Regions from separate parts of the Mus musculus genome. Here all the other regions are linked to region 5. Evidence: chromatin contacts called from public ChIA-PET and promoter capture Hi-C data. All regions are on one chromosome and are shown on one strand. Each heading gives the region's core, a stretch centred on a gene start, on an enhancer-like site or on the middle of the called end of the contact. The rest is flanking DNA. Distances are from core to core; before and after follow the strand shown.

What was found. Promoter capture Hi-C pulls out the DNA fragments that hold promoters and counts their contacts. ChIA-PET counts read pairs in DNA pulled down with a chosen protein or histone mark. Capture Hi-C pulls out chosen DNA fragments and counts their contacts.
Region 1: a promoter capture Hi-C map of adipose tissue shows a contact between it and region 5. The contact joins the promoter of Cfap74 here to the promoter of Mib2 in region 5. A contact is called at or near these places in 7 of 39 promoter capture datasets (the 3T3-L1 cell line, the C10 cell line, cranial neural crest and 3 more), 1 of 115 datasets of contacts at active chromatin or transcription factors (memory CD8 T cells) and 2 of 9 other capture datasets (adipose tissue and pancreatic islet).
Region 2: a promoter capture Hi-C map of liver shows a contact between it and region 5, with 4 times the contacts expected there. The contact joins the enhancer-like site here to the promoter of Mib2 in region 5. A contact is called at or near these places in 5 of 39 promoter capture datasets (the C10 cell line, cranial neural crest, hippocampal neurons and 2 more), 1 of 484 Hi-C or Micro-C datasets (cerebellum) and 1 of 115 datasets of contacts at active chromatin or transcription factors (embryonic stem cells).
Region 3: a contact with region 5 is called in an RNA polymerase II ChIA-PET map of memory CD8 T cells, with 59 read pairs. The contact joins the promoter of Ube2j2 here to the promoter of Mib2 in region 5. A contact is called at or near these places in 3 of 39 promoter capture datasets (liver, pre-B cells and stem cell-derived epiblast-like cells), 1 of 484 Hi-C or Micro-C datasets (embryonic stem cells), 2 of 115 datasets of contacts at active chromatin or transcription factors (effector CD8 T cells and memory CD8 T cells) and 1 of 9 other capture datasets (adipose tissue).
Region 4: a promoter capture Hi-C map of liver shows a contact between it and region 5, with 7 times the contacts expected there. The contact joins the promoter of 9430015G10Rik here to the promoter of Mib2 in region 5. A contact is called at or near these places in 5 of 39 promoter capture datasets (cranial neural crest, erythroid cells, liver and 2 more), 2 of 115 datasets of contacts at active chromatin or transcription factors (embryonic stem cells and memory CD8 T cells) and 1 of 9 other capture datasets (adipose tissue).

What each region holds. Positions count from the first base shown.
Region 1 is chr4:155,407,864-155,410,563 of GRCm38.p6, reverse strand. It overlaps Cfap74 (cilia and flagella associated protein 74), which reads right to left and starts at 1,324. Exons shown (of 39, transcript NM_001368738.1): 1 at 994-1,324. The region is part of intron 2 of 5830444B04Rik (RIKEN cDNA 5830444B04 gene); the gene reads left to right.
Region 2 is chr4:155,322,130-155,324,829 of GRCm38.p6, reverse strand. The region is part of intron 4 of Prkcz (protein kinase C, zeta); the gene reads left to right. Among named protein-coding and RNA genes, the nearest start is that of Prkcz, 38 kb to the left of the region's middle. Within about 2 kb of position 1,304, at least 12 of the 459 cell types and tissues checked have an H3K27ac peak or open chromatin away from gene starts, as enhancers often do. A contact at or near this core is called in liver, where this site is marked.
Region 3 is chr4:155,942,325-155,945,105 of GRCm38.p6, reverse strand. Ube2j2 (ubiquitin-conjugating enzyme E2J 2) reads right to left here and starts at 1,293. Exons shown (of 8, transcript NM_021402.6): 1 at 956-1,293.
Region 4 is chr4:156,108,573-156,111,293 of GRCm38.p6, reverse strand. 9430015G10Rik (RIKEN cDNA 9430015G10 gene) reads right to left here and starts at 1,296. Exons shown (of 10, transcript NM_177205.1): 1 at 1,121-1,296.
Region 5 is chr4:155,667,898-155,670,597 of GRCm38.p6, reverse strand. Mib2 (mindbomb E3 ubiquitin protein ligase 2) reads left to right here and starts at 1,379. Exons shown (of 20, transcript NM_001369164.1): 1 at 1,379-2,024.

The sequences.
Region 1 (2,700 bases), core at 75-2,574, 260 kb after region 5:
CACTGTACTGCCTGTTCTATCTTTTCTTCTGAGAGGACAGCCCTCTCCTTAGAGAGGGCTGCAGAAACTCTCACTTGTCACAGGAGTTTTCCAGGGTTGCCATAACAAAGTGCTCCAACTTGAATTCTTTACACAACAGAAATGTATTCTGTCAGTCTTGAAGCTCGTCTTATTTATTTTAAAGACAAGAAGGGGAGGGCTTCAAGCTGGGTGTGGTGGCACAGGCCTTTTAGTCCCAGCACTCGGGAAGCAGACGTAGGTACATCTCTGAGTTTGAGGCCAGCCTGGTCTGCAGAGCAAGTTCCAGGACAACCAGGACCATACAGAAAAACCCTTTCTCAAAAACCAATCAAACCATTAACAAAAACTACTGTTCAGGAATAAATTTCTAATCTAAGATAAGCAAAGGTGTGCGGTTACACACGAGGAGAAGTGAGAATCACGGGTTTGTTCATAGTTAACCAGGAGAGGAGGGTACTATGTTATGGGTGAAGACAAGATTCTATTTATTGGCTTGGGTGGGCTTTTGATAAATTGTTTGATAATCAGTTCTTAAATTGTACACAAGAAGGTAGGCATCATTTGTTTGAAGACAATATTCATCAATGAATACCTGAGCAGTCTACTCATTACCTAGCTCACATTACTTACTAGTCCACTCATTACTTGGCCCACAGCACACCTTCATTCAGGGTGTATTTTGCTAAGCATTTTTACCCAGATAAGGGAGTCATTTTATGGAAAAATCAAGCTAAGGAGGCCTATCCACTTGCAATGAAGGGTTTTGTATTTAAAGCCAGGCTGGAACAGCGGGAGGTGACTCTTACTTTCAGCTCTCAGACTGATGCCTGGCTCTTCACCAGCAGGATTGATGCTGACGCTTCATAGGCTGTGGTAACCACGTGACTCACCGCCACGTGTCCACGCAGAAAAGTTACCCCTTGTTCAGCGCATCCTCAGTGCAGCCCCAAGGCTGAAGTCGCCAGTACCCACCTCTCTGGGCAGCCCAGTGATGTCCCTCAGCGATGAGACTTCAGCAAAGGTCCCCCAAGAGTGGGCTGCACTGTTGGCAAACCTCCTCAGGAACGGCTCCTCGGTGGTGGTCCCTCAGCAGCAACAACCTCTCAAGAATGGTCCCTGGCGACTGCCCCTTAGCAACAGCTCCTCACAAATGACCCCTAGAAAGTGGTCCAGTAACTAGGTCGCCTCCCAGAAACAGATCCTCGGCGACGGTTCCTCAGCACTGGCCCCCGCAGAATCAGTTCCTTAAGCCGCTAGACCATGGCCTCTTAACGGCCCGACTGCCCCCAGCCACCGTGGGTCTGAGGCTGCGTAGTTTGGGCGCGCAGCTCCATGGCAACGGAAGGCTGCTTTGGGGTAGCGGGCGGGGCTGAGGCTGCGGAGGGAGAGCTTGTGCGCAGGCGTAGTGCAACAGCGGGGGTAAAGTGGGACGAGCATCGCGGAGGGCAGAGTCAAAGCTGACTGTTGCCCAGACGATTCTCCTGGAGACTGGGGCAGGTGCTCGAGAACTTGTCTAAAGCCAGTTGAAACTTGGGTCAACTGCTTACTTAAAAGACCATTTACGCAGAAGTTAGGATCTCCTGCGTCTCTTGGATCTGAATTCTGGCTCTCCCAGGGCTTTGCAGCCTGTGTTGTGCCCTCTAGGTGGTGACATCTGACTCCTCTGGATAACTCACAGGACTCTTTGGATTGTTTTTGGTCGTTTAAGTTGGCGTGGTCACTAGTCCGGGCAGGAGGTGGGCTCAACAGTGGACAGGACATGTTCCCTTTCCTCAGAGTCGCAGGGATGACTGGCAACTCCTGTAGTTTTGTCTTGGAGATGGAGAACCTTCAGCGTTAAGAAGTCCTCAAAATAATACAGAGCCTGTGGAAATGTCAGTGGAGATTGGTGGGGGGTACCTCTGCACTCCCTTCAGATACTTTGCCTGTGAAATACCACTGCAATACTGTATAGGTGTGTGTGTGGCTGGGGATCGAACCCAGGTGTTCTATAAGTTTAGAGCTTTGTGTATGGAAGCCGGATGTCCTAGTAAAGCAATTTGGGAAAGATAGCCAGTTGGTTTGTAACCTTTAGCTGAGGGAGAATGTGAACTGGGCCTCCTACTCTGGGTTGACCCTGGTATATGGCTGAGCAGAGAGGGTTGTGAAGTAACCATATCCAATACTAATATTTGTGGTATGAAGTATAATCCCCACTATAGTAAAATAAGTGAATAAATTGGTCTTCTCTTTCACGTTGCCTCAAATATTTGTTTACAGGGACAAAACTCTGACTAACACATGTAATTTTCTCTGGGGTATACTATACTCCTCTGTTAGGCTGGCCAAGCCTGTCAGGTATACATTAGGTTTGCCTCCCTTCCACTTTTTTTGTTTTGTTTTGTTTTTTGAGACAGGGTTTCTCTGTGCAGCCCTGGCTGTCCTGGAACTCACTCTGTAGACCAGGCTGGCCTCGAACTCAGAAATCCACCTGCCTCTGCCTCCCAAGTGCTGGGATTAAAGGCGTATGCTACCATGCCCGGCTCCCTTCCACTTTTATCTCAATATGCCAGTTGGGAATCAAGAACCAAAGGATTTCTCAGTTCAATTCTTCTTCTTCTTCTTCTTCTTCTTCTTCTTCTTCTTCTTCTTCTTCTTCTTCTTCTTCTTCTTCTTCTTCTTCTTCTTCTCCTCCTCCTC
Region 2 (2,700 bases), core at 55-2,554, 350 kb after region 5:
TCACTGTCAGCTTTTGCAATGTGCTATCCTAGCTCTAAAAAGATTTCCAGAGTTCTCCGGTCATCCTCCCAACCCCACAGTCACGAGGAAGGACTGCCCCTGAGGTGAGAGCAATTATCCAAGATGTGAGTCTGCGCCTGGAGCAGGAGACTGTCTCACGTGAGCCAGACTGCTCCCCTCAAGCAACAAGAACTTCTCCATCCTCACCTTGCCGAGTCAGAACCAAGATAATGATCAGCCAGACCACACCCCACCAGAACAGCTTAATTATACGTGTCTTTTGCCCCTGCCCTACTTAAACCTAAAGCTATGACCTTGACCTGGAGATAGCTTGAGGTCCCTGTTTCTCTTTGAGGTTATCTGTTTCTCTCCCCAGTGTGCATTTTTATTAAATCTCTGTTTACTTGTGTCTGCACTTAGCATACCAGGACAGCCGGCCATGCCTACCCTGCTAGGGCTCCCAAAGCCACAGCTTTTTCCTGGAACTCCAGTCAGATTTCTACTCTGCTGTCATTACTGGGCACACAAACAAGGAAGATTGTGACTTGTGATTTTGCTTGAGACGTGGACTCATGGGCCAGCTGATTGATGGTCCTCTCCTAGGCCCCACGGTACCCAGAGCAAGTGCCTAGATCCCCAGTATCACTGCAGCATTTGCATATTAGTCGTTTGTATTGTAGAAAAACACCCCAAGAAAGCAACTGATGGAAGGACAGTGTACATTGGCTCCCAGTTTGAGAGAACACTGTGTCATATTTGGGAAAATGTAGCGACAGGAACCTAAGGCAGCTGGTCACATTGTATCCAGTCAAGCAGGAACCTGAAGCAGCTGGTCACATTGTATCAGGTCAGGAAAGGGAGAGCGTCAGACCGCTGCCTGCAACTCAGTCCACTCTCTCCAGGACCTTAGCCTACTGAATGATGCTGCCCACATTTGGGGTAAGTCTTCCTACCTCAGCCTAACTTAGGAAATCCCTCACAGATGTGCCCAGAGGTTTGTTTCCAACCTAAATCATGTCATTTAGAATCATCAAGAGATTCTAAATCACATCAAGTTGACAATCAAGGAATATTCCACATGTTCCATTGCACCCAACTGAACCTTCTCCTATGTTCTTGTGGTCCTTCTCTTTGATCTAGTGAGAGTATTTATTTATTGCCTGACAGTTATGGCTGTGGCCAGGGCTTGGTCCACTGCCTGGAGTTCCCTGAGTAAATATTGTCAGGGGAAGGGGCATCCAAGTCAGAGAGGCCAGAGTGAGACTTCACCTGGACCGAATCTCTGGCCTTTAGACTCCTGCCTCCCAGAGCACTTGCCTAACGGAGCTATGGTGGCCATGAGTCTGTCTCTGCGACTGTCTCTGAGGGCAGTATTATGGCTCTCTATCCTTATCTCACCTATTTGGCTTTGTCTCTCTTATCCAATCTGGTGGTGTTGGACTCAGTGTGCCCAGGAGGTACAGGACAGCATCTTAGGTCTCAGTGTTCTGATGACATCAGAGGCTGATTTTTATTCAAAGTAGCTGCTGCCAAGCAGCTAAGAATAGGAGTGCCCCTGTCTGGCTGACCCTACTTCTGCACACTCTGACCTTGGGCAAATAACCTTTGTACTCTGAGCCTCATGTGTGAACACAAATAACTTAATTGATTGGGATTCCTAAGGCTCAAGTGAAACAATGTGTAAAAGTGCCCAGCCCCAAGCCAGTCTTTAATTAAAACTTGTCCCCAGTGCTTGGGGTCATCTACCCCCAAGGCACTTCACAATAATTCCAAAGTAAAACCAGACCTGCGATGTTGAAATAGTGGCTGTGGGGCAGCTAGCTACACTTGGGGTACAGAATGGGGTGGTGGGCACATGGGAATCTGCTCATTTCCACAGTAAGAGGGGAGAGGGGCTGCGGATGTCAGGCAAGTCCACCCTGACCCTGCTGTGATCACAATCCCTAACCAAGTTACCATGTAGTCCCAGGATTGTTCAAAACAGGTTCCTGGGGTGCTGAACTCTCCCCGAAACTGGATGTTCATGGGCCAGGCTCGCTTGTGGGCTGGACAGGGGCTTCTATGCTGGAAGCTGCTATTTCTACAGATATTACTTACGTACTGTAGCATTTGGGCTGGGAGAAAAATTAACTTGCTATAGGCATGCAGAATTACACTATGCAGGTCATCACAGAGGTTGGAACAAACAGCGAGTAGTTTTGACACTGTGTCTCCAGCAGCATCCTGACTGACAGAGGGCAGGGCTGTGGTAAGTGCAGGTACACAGGCAGCAAATTCCGATCTCCTTTTCCAACACTTTGCATGTGTGTGGGGTGGGCTAGGGAGGGTAGTAGGTAGGTAGGTATTTGCACCATTCCCAGTAGGGCACACTCCAGATGTGCCTCAGGCTTGACATGATAAATAAAGCTGCATCCAAGGACAGATACAAGTCACAGCTGAGAGATGGCAGGTGTTAATTTCCAACATCGGGTCTCCACTCCTGGCCCTAGAACAACTTCTGGTCAGTTCGATGAAAGTGTCTGAAGCTGCTGCAGGTGCTACCACATCGTTCCACTCAGCCGGCAAAATGGAGCCTGATCCTCGAGGTGGTAGTAGAATGCTTGCTGCTGTGACCTAGGGGTTTCAGTGCTCTGGACCTGGCCGTTACACTGCCACTTCTGCTTTGTCGCTTAGATGGAGTGTGGCCTAGAAGCTTCCTCG
Region 3 (2,781 bases), core at 44-2,543, 270 kb before region 5:
CCCTCATCACCGTGCCAAGGTGGTAGTTCTTTTTCCTTTTGGACATCTCTCTCCCACAACACTCCACACAGGTTAGGTGACGGTGGGGAATTAAGACCTTGGCCTGACAGATGGTCAGAAGGGCACATGACACACCCAAGGCCAGGATTTTCAGGGAGTTTTACCTTCTCCAGGATTACTCCACGGGCTGAAGGAAGCCAGAAGCTCACAATAAACAGCCTTAGCACCACTTTCTCACACACACCGAGAACTGAACTGACGCCGAGTACAGGAAGACAATGATGTTGCAGAGGACTGACTCCAAGTTCTAGGAACCTAGACCTATCTCCGGCTGAAGATCATACGCGGGACTTTATAATGAAATACAATCCTAAAATCCTTTTTCCCCCCCCATTACACACACCTGGCCATGAATAAAGCCCTGTATCACTACTTGCAGAAAGGTACATTCTTATGCACTTGTTAGCTTACAGTGAACTCTGCTCTTTTCTCTTCCTGGTCTATCTGGATCTGATGACGTTGAGAGCTTGACTGAGGTTAAACACACAGCTAAGTGATGATGTCCACTAAGAAGGAAGTGAGGTCACTGGCTGAGAGTCCGCAGTTAGCAGAGGTGGAGAATAAGCATCGGCCGTCCTCACCCCGACCCCCGAAACGGGCCCAAGCCCCACTCTTACTGCCCAAGGTTTTGTTGCATTACCCTCAAGGGCGTAACCGCGGACACGCTCGCCCCTGTTGGGGTCTATTAAGCAGCCTGGGGTTCTAACTGATCGCGATGAAAGGGGGCCACTCAACGGCTACCACCCCACAACAAACTCACGGGATACGTTTTTTTAAAGATCAAACCTGGCTCCTCCTCGGAGTCTTCCGAGCGTCCGTGAGAGAATCCGCCGCGCGGCAAACAAAACCCCTAACCCGCCCCCGACAGGAACCCCGAGCGCCCTCAGTAACCGACCTCGGGTCCGGGCACAGCCGGCGACGTAACCAACGGGACCCGACGTGTGGCGTCCCCGCGTCCCCGCCCGCCGCTGCAGCCGGCTCCGGCGGGGCGAACGAGCGGCCCGAGGCCCCGCGCAGCCCGCGAGCGCTCACCTCTCCCTGAGGCCGCGGCCGCGTTCAGGTTCGCCGTGGTCGAGGCCAGAGCAGGGTGCGGAAGAGTGGGGCCCGCGCCGTGAGCCGCACCCGCGCTGGGACTCGGCCCACCGCACCCGCCGCAAGCAGCCTCGCCGCCGCTACCGCCGCTCAGCCTCCAAGATGGCCGCTCCGGGGACGGCCTAGGCCCGCTTCCGCTTCCGCTTCCGGTGCGCTGTCCGCGGGTGGAAGCGCTCCGCTAGGCAGCTTGGTGGAGGCTCCACTGTCAGTTCCTAGCTGGCTCAGGTCAGTCTCGGGTTTTTGGCTAATGGTTGTGTCCGGCTACTGCGCAAAGGGTTGCTGACGCGTGCGCACTAGAGAATAGCTCGGGGGAGGGGGTTGTGGCTCCTGTGTCGGGAAACTGGGCTAGACACTCCCAAGACTTCGTACTGTCTGGCCGGCACTCCAGGAACCAGTAAGTGGCTGCAGAAATCCCGCAGTGCTCCCGACCCCAAATCAGGGCCAGTCAGGGAGGCCAGCCCCAGAGAAAAGATGACCCATGAGTTCACAACGAATTAGGGCCACCGGCCACCTTCTGGCCCAGGATGCACTCTTGTCTGCTCTAAACACAGTTAAATTCCGAGCTGGAGGTTCACTCAGTTCTCCCTCGCTGCCCCTATAGCCACGAAGATCCCCGTGTACGGAGCCAATGATGGGCATAGGCGTATCCCGCACTCCAAGCCCGCGGCAGACCCCCAGCCCCGGGAACAGCCGTCCTCATAAAAAGAGTCCCTGTGTTTCCGCACCAAGTTTCCCAATCAGTTCTTGAATACCATCTTTATGCTCGAGGACATTGCTCTAAGACGGGTTTCCCCTCTCCCTCCGCCTCCTTCCTGGCCCTGGGGAGGGGAGGCGGTACAGCTTGGTCTTTTGGCCAGACTATCTGGCTGGTGCTGAGACAGGAGGCTGCCAGTAGGGATGTTCTAAATACTAGTTTGGGCCCTGACAGCTGGAGAATCTGGGCTGAGGAGGCTGATAGAGATCCAGACTTCTCCAGCTCTCCCTGCACACACTGCTGCCTCACTGTTGCATTCCTAGAATCGAATGCTAAAGTTTGTTCTTATGTTGGTGAGATAACATCACACACACACACACACACACACACACACACACACACACACACACACACCCTGCGTCCTTGACCCAGCACCTTCCCTTCATTTGCCTGTGAACTCTGTGTACAGGTTCCAGAAAGCCAAGTCAGATGTGGTAGGTGTCAGTATTCCGGGTTACAACACACTGGAAGAGAGACACTGCAGGATGAATTAAGGATTCTTAGCAGCAGGAGGCTCAGCCTTTGCAGGACTGAATCCAGAATCCACATTGCAAAGCCTATATATTGTTACACAACAGGCATTTTTAGACCCGGGCGGTGGTGGCGCATGCCTTTGATCCCAGCACTGGGAAGGCAGAGGCAGGCGGATTTCTGAGTTCAGTCTACAAGGTGAGTTCCAGGACAGCCAGGGCTACACAGAGAAACCCTGTCTTGGAAAAAAAAAAAAAAAGGCATCTTTAGCAAGTCAATTTGTGCGTACAAATTGAAGTAGTCTGAAGGAACTATAGAGAGAATGTCTTGTGAACTTCATGGAAGCATCATCTGTCAATAAAAAAAGCCTATGACAATGACCTGAGGCAGGGAAAAGAAGGTAG
Region 4 (2,721 bases), core at 47-2,546, 440 kb before region 5:
CTTTTGAGATAGATTCTCATCATTAGGTAGCTACACAAGGAGTAGCATTGTTGAATACCTGTTCTTACCCACTATCCTGGAGCCTGGAACTCAAGAGATTTGCCTGCCTCTGCCTCCGAGGTGCTGGGAATGTGTGCCACCATTGCCTGGTAGCAATGTTCTTTTAATGAGTTACCTTATAGATCCAAATTAACATGAACAAATGCAAGCCAGTTCCGAAAGGTTGTGACAGATGCTGCTAGTGGACAAAAGAGCTCACCTAAGATGAGTTAAACTCATCAAGATATGTGCTTGCTTTGTTTTGGGGAAGATTATTAAGGCCAGGATATGGAAGTCAAGAAAAGAAACTATTAGCCGAGTTACGGGGCCACATGCCTTTAATCCCAGCCTAGTCTACAGAATGAGTTCCAGGCCAACCTGTCTCAAAAAAAGAAAGAAAAGGAAGGGGGGATGGGGGGGGGTGGAGAAAGAAACTATCTGCATAATTCAGATCTGTAGTTCCTTCTACGAGCTTCTAAAAATAAAAACGGACTCAAATTATTGTCTAGCTCTTAACGTAGTTACCAAACTATGTTTGTAACCTGGCTCAACCTGGTGAAGCCAACCCATGACTTTCTTGCGGGATTTATTGTAGAGGAGAAGCAAAATGTGAGAAAGCCCCAGATTCAAATCCTGCCCCCACCCCACCTCGGCCACACACAGCACCACAAACCCACAAATTAAAAACAAAACAAAACAAACAAACAAACAAACAAAAAAAAACAGTTTTGCCTTCTTTGTACACTGCAGTGAGACTAAGAAAACCCAACAAGATTACGAGACAACGGCAGGGGTTACATGGCCAACCCCTTTCCCAAAACAATAAAAAAACAAAATACTGGGCTAAGTTCGACACCTTTACATTTAATGCGCCGAAACGCGGGAGGATGTGTAACTCGCTGATATAGTGGCTCTCACGGCAAAGTCCTCAAGAAGAGCACATCCCGCGGGAGGACCTCGCCCCCTTCACGACACCAACCCATCTCCCACGTCCTCCACCTCCGTGCAGCTCGCGGTCCATGTCCCCTGCAACCTCCCCGTCCCTCCATCCACCACGCTCCACTCCCGGCTCCGTCCGTACCGCCTCCTCACTGACAAGATGGCAGGCAGCGAGGGAGGCGCTGCCCCGCTAGGCCCTGCATTAGTCTCAGAGTCCCAGAGTCTGCGCTACCCGCGGCCTTTACGGCGTCGCTGCAGCCGCCACCTCCGCCAGAGCAGGGCCCTCACTCACCACTCGCCAGCCGAGCTCCTTTCGTACCGGCCGCCCTGCGCGCGCCCCGCGAGCGTCTCTGGGATTTGTAGTCTCTGGCCCGCCCCCGCCCAGGCCGTGGCGAGGGCAAAAAAACTACAACTCCTAGCGGCCCCTTCGCCCAAGTGCGTTTACCCAGGATTCCGTCCTGGCAGCGGGTTTGCGTTCCCAGCGCTGACTGGGAAATGTAGTCCAAGAGGACTTGAGCCTAGGGAGGGAAGGAAACGACTACATTCCCCAATAGTTCTAGGGGCGGCCAATCATCGTAGTCCTTGTTAGGTGGCCGGCCTTGGTTCTAAGCAAGGCTATGGAGTGTAACGTCCGCCTCGCTCCAAGAGGGTCACAAAAGAATTCAAAGCTGGAGCCGGGTGTCGGGGCGCACGCCTTTAATCCCAGCACTGGAAGGCAGAGACAGGCGGATTTCTGAGTTCGAGGCCAGCCTGGTCTACAAAGTGAGTGCCAGGGCTATATAGAGAAACCCTGTCTCAAAAAAAAAAAAAAAAGAATCAGAACTGCCAATCAAGGCTATGGTAGCCTTTGAAATATTTAACTGGCTATAGTTCGTGATTTGGCTAGCCCCATTTCAAGATGAAGACAAAGTTCAAATTCATTCTTTTGTAAAAATCGGGACTTTCTAATACATCTTTGGCGTGTCTGCTTAGGGAGCTGGACTCTGGTTCCTCCCAAATGGGAAGCCACACCCACTCTTAAGCCGAGCATGGTGCCTCTGGGGTCACCAAGTGGAATGCTTAGGAGGAGTCTTGTCTCTGGGCTGCCTGATCGCCCCGGCCTCTCACTTTGGAGGCCTCGGGTACTTAGGCTTCTTCACAGAAGCTAAAACTCCATGGACGCCCCACAGTAACACAAGGAGGAGGCACTGTACTTTTTTTTTTTTTAAAGATTTATTTATTATTATATGTAAGTACACTGTAGCTGTCCTCAGACACCCCAGAAGAGGGCGTCAGTTCTCATTATGGATGATTGTGAGTCACCATGTGGTTGCTGGGATTTGAACTCAGGACTTTCAGAAGAGCAGTCAGTGCTCTTACCCACTGAGCCATCTCACCAGCCCTGGCACTGTACTTTTTGAAAGCTTACATCTTCTCTGAAGTGAGGTAGAACCACTAGACCGCCCCTGGAAAAGAGCAAAACTGTGTGCACCAGGGCTCTGTTTTGAACAAAGATTAGAGAGTATCTGTCAGGCTTGGTCCTGTTTTTTTCACCCTGCTCTCTGCTAGGCCTTCCTCACTTCCTCATGACCTCAGTTTCTCTGATCTGGTAGAGCTGGTCAGACAACTCAGCATTCTTTGCACCACCGCGATTTACTCCTCTCTGGAATTCTACCCTAAGGCCCAGTGGATCTAAGAATAAAGCTGTGGTCTTTCTTGGCCAGCCGCAGTGACTACAGCAGCACGGGGGGGGGGGGGGGGGTG
Region 5 (2,700 bases), core at 130-2,629:
ACCAAGACATGATTCTGTTCAAGGCCCGCCAGTTTACTAAGAGAGTGTGCTCATAACAGGGAAGGCCCATCCCCTGCCAGTCCATTTCTGGTGTCTGGAGCCAGCCTGTAGGCGACTTGCAGGATAGGGTGTTCTTCAGGTATATCTCAGCGGCCTCTCAGCAGGTAGCAGTGTCTTGGAGGAGCAGTGGCAGGTGGCAGAACAATAGAGCCATCTAGGCAGGAAGGCTCCACCCCAGGTAATCTCCCTAGTGGCCTCAAGGTCAAGGTCTGGATCAGCTTGTTTCAGGCTGGGGGAGGTTACAGCTTATGGCACTGGTGTCCCCTCCCTCAACAAAAATAAATAAATGTAAAGAAAAGAACAAAGAACAATTACGATTGTGCCGGAATAGACTGGGTTCATATGTGGTAGTGTGCAGCAGTGGAATACACCTAGACAGCAAGCTGGTGAGGGGACAGTTACAATACATATGGAGGTAACTTGCACATGGGGGCAAAGCTTGTGGGGAGAGTTGCTGGAGAACTATGTTGTTGTGGTCTGAGGAACTTCATAGAACTGTCTAATACATGTAAATCAAGGCAGTATACTGTTTATAAACACAAAGGCCAGGATGACTGCTTGTTAACTTTATGCCTGTAGGACTAAAATCAGTAGCTGGGTAGGGGGTTGCTCAGTAGGTCTGAGTTGATTCCCACCCCGCTCCAGATAGAGGATAGGAAAACAAAAGAAAAAAGATGGGCGCAACTCTGATTATAAAATAAATTAAGTCGTGCAGGGTGTGGTAGTGCATGCTTTAATTTCCAGCACTCTCGAGGCAGAAGCAGGTGGGGCTCCATGAGCTCGGGGTCAGCAGGATCAACATAGTGAGGCCCAGGCTATGTTGCAATATGTTGCTACACGTTGCTACATAGTGAAACCTTATTTCAAAAAGAAAAAAAAAAGCCAAAAGAATTACTTTGGATGCGTTTTCGCTACATCTCTGGAAACCCCACCCATTTCAGGCAAGACGTCACCCGAAACTTCTGTCTCCAAGGCAACAGAGAGCGTCCTGGGAACTAGTACTGCGCAGGAGACCTGTGCAGGGCTGGCTCCGCCCACACGCACTTCCGGGTGCGACTTTGCGCCCATCCCCTTTCAACGCTCCCTCTCTGTTCCAAGAATGCCGAGACGCAGGCATTTCCAGTTTCTTCTTTAGAGAAACAGAGCTCCCGCTGACCATGCATAACGCGTCCGTCGGTCCCTTTGCTACCAGACCAGACGTGTACGTCATGCTCGGGGTGCCTTGGTAGCTATAAGCCCCGCCCCCTGACCCTAAGCATAGTGCGTCACGCGCAGAGCCTCCTGGGAGTCGTCTGTCCCGCCCCCGGGCTGGCTCTGCAAACTACAGCTCCCGGCAATCTGTGCGGCGCCCCGCGACTGTAGTCGGGGAGCCGTGGTGGGGCTCCCTGGTGGGCTAGCGCAAGAGAGGCGGCCTTGCTAAACACTGTTAGGGGGCGGAGGACGGCGGGCTGCAGCTGGCGTCTCGGTGGCGAGCCGAGGCTCCACTGTCAGCCTCTGCGCTGCTCAGGGGCGGGTATTCCTGGGCCGAACGAGCGCGGAAACTCTTGGCAAGTGGGGGGCCGGGCCGGGCGTCCTCCCAGCGACGGGGGCGGTGGCACGGGGCCTAGGGGTCCTGATCGTCCTGACGGGGCTGCGGTTTTGTTGGCTGACCTCGGCCCTTCAGCGCGACGGGCTTTTGGTGCTTCTCCCCCTGGACCCAGCTCGTGCCCGTTGCGCGTTCTCGGTGCGTGGGGGTGATGCAGCGTGTCCCAGCCACCAGACCCATGGGAGCTTTTTAAGGCGACCAGCGGCCTCTGTCCCTTCTCAGATGTTAACTGCGTCTCAGCACCCCTGGCCATAGGTTTGGATCTCCTGGGGCTTTCAGAGAGGAAGGTCAGCACGGCGGAGGCCAGTCCCAAGTCTCCAAGCATCAGGGCTCCTGCCCGATTCTCAAGGCGGGTGGGGGACACTGGACCTCCAGACAGGTGAGCGCTTGACAGTTCGGGTTTGGTTTGTTTCTCTTGAGGATGCCGTCTGATGTGTCAGGGTTTGTGTTTCTGTTTAAATGTGCTTGAGTGGACTGGGCAGTGAGAAATCGTCCTTTCTGCCTCCTTTGGGTTCAGAACCAATAAGAAAAGCAGAGATGCCAGGAAGGCTCTTAAGGAGCTAGTGGGCTTGGGGACAGAGCAAGATTGGCTGCTTATAGAATGTCTCCTGGCTATATATTCCACTGTGGCCTGTTGCTTCTGATGCAACAAGTATCTGAATGTCATTATCCCACCCAAGGTCAGCCCTAGGCAGGGTGGTGAACCCCAAGCTACAGTGTACCTAGAGTTCCCCAGAGATTAGTAGCCATGATACCCCTGAACCTTAATGATGTCCCCCAGCAGATGTCTTGGTGCAGGGTAGATCTGGTTTCCTGGCCTCTGTGTCTTCAGTTGACATTCTTGTTTGATTCTACTAGCATCTAGGACATCCACCTGCCTAGTAGGGGCCTCTGATGAACCAGTTTTGTTAGACATTTTTCAATTCAACAGTATCTCCGACACCACCAGAGGTATAGGGAGATATACTCGAGTCCTGAATCCTCTCTATGTCATGTAGTTTTATTCATTTGAATAAAGGCAATCTGCTAACTTTTATACTATAACATGACTTAAT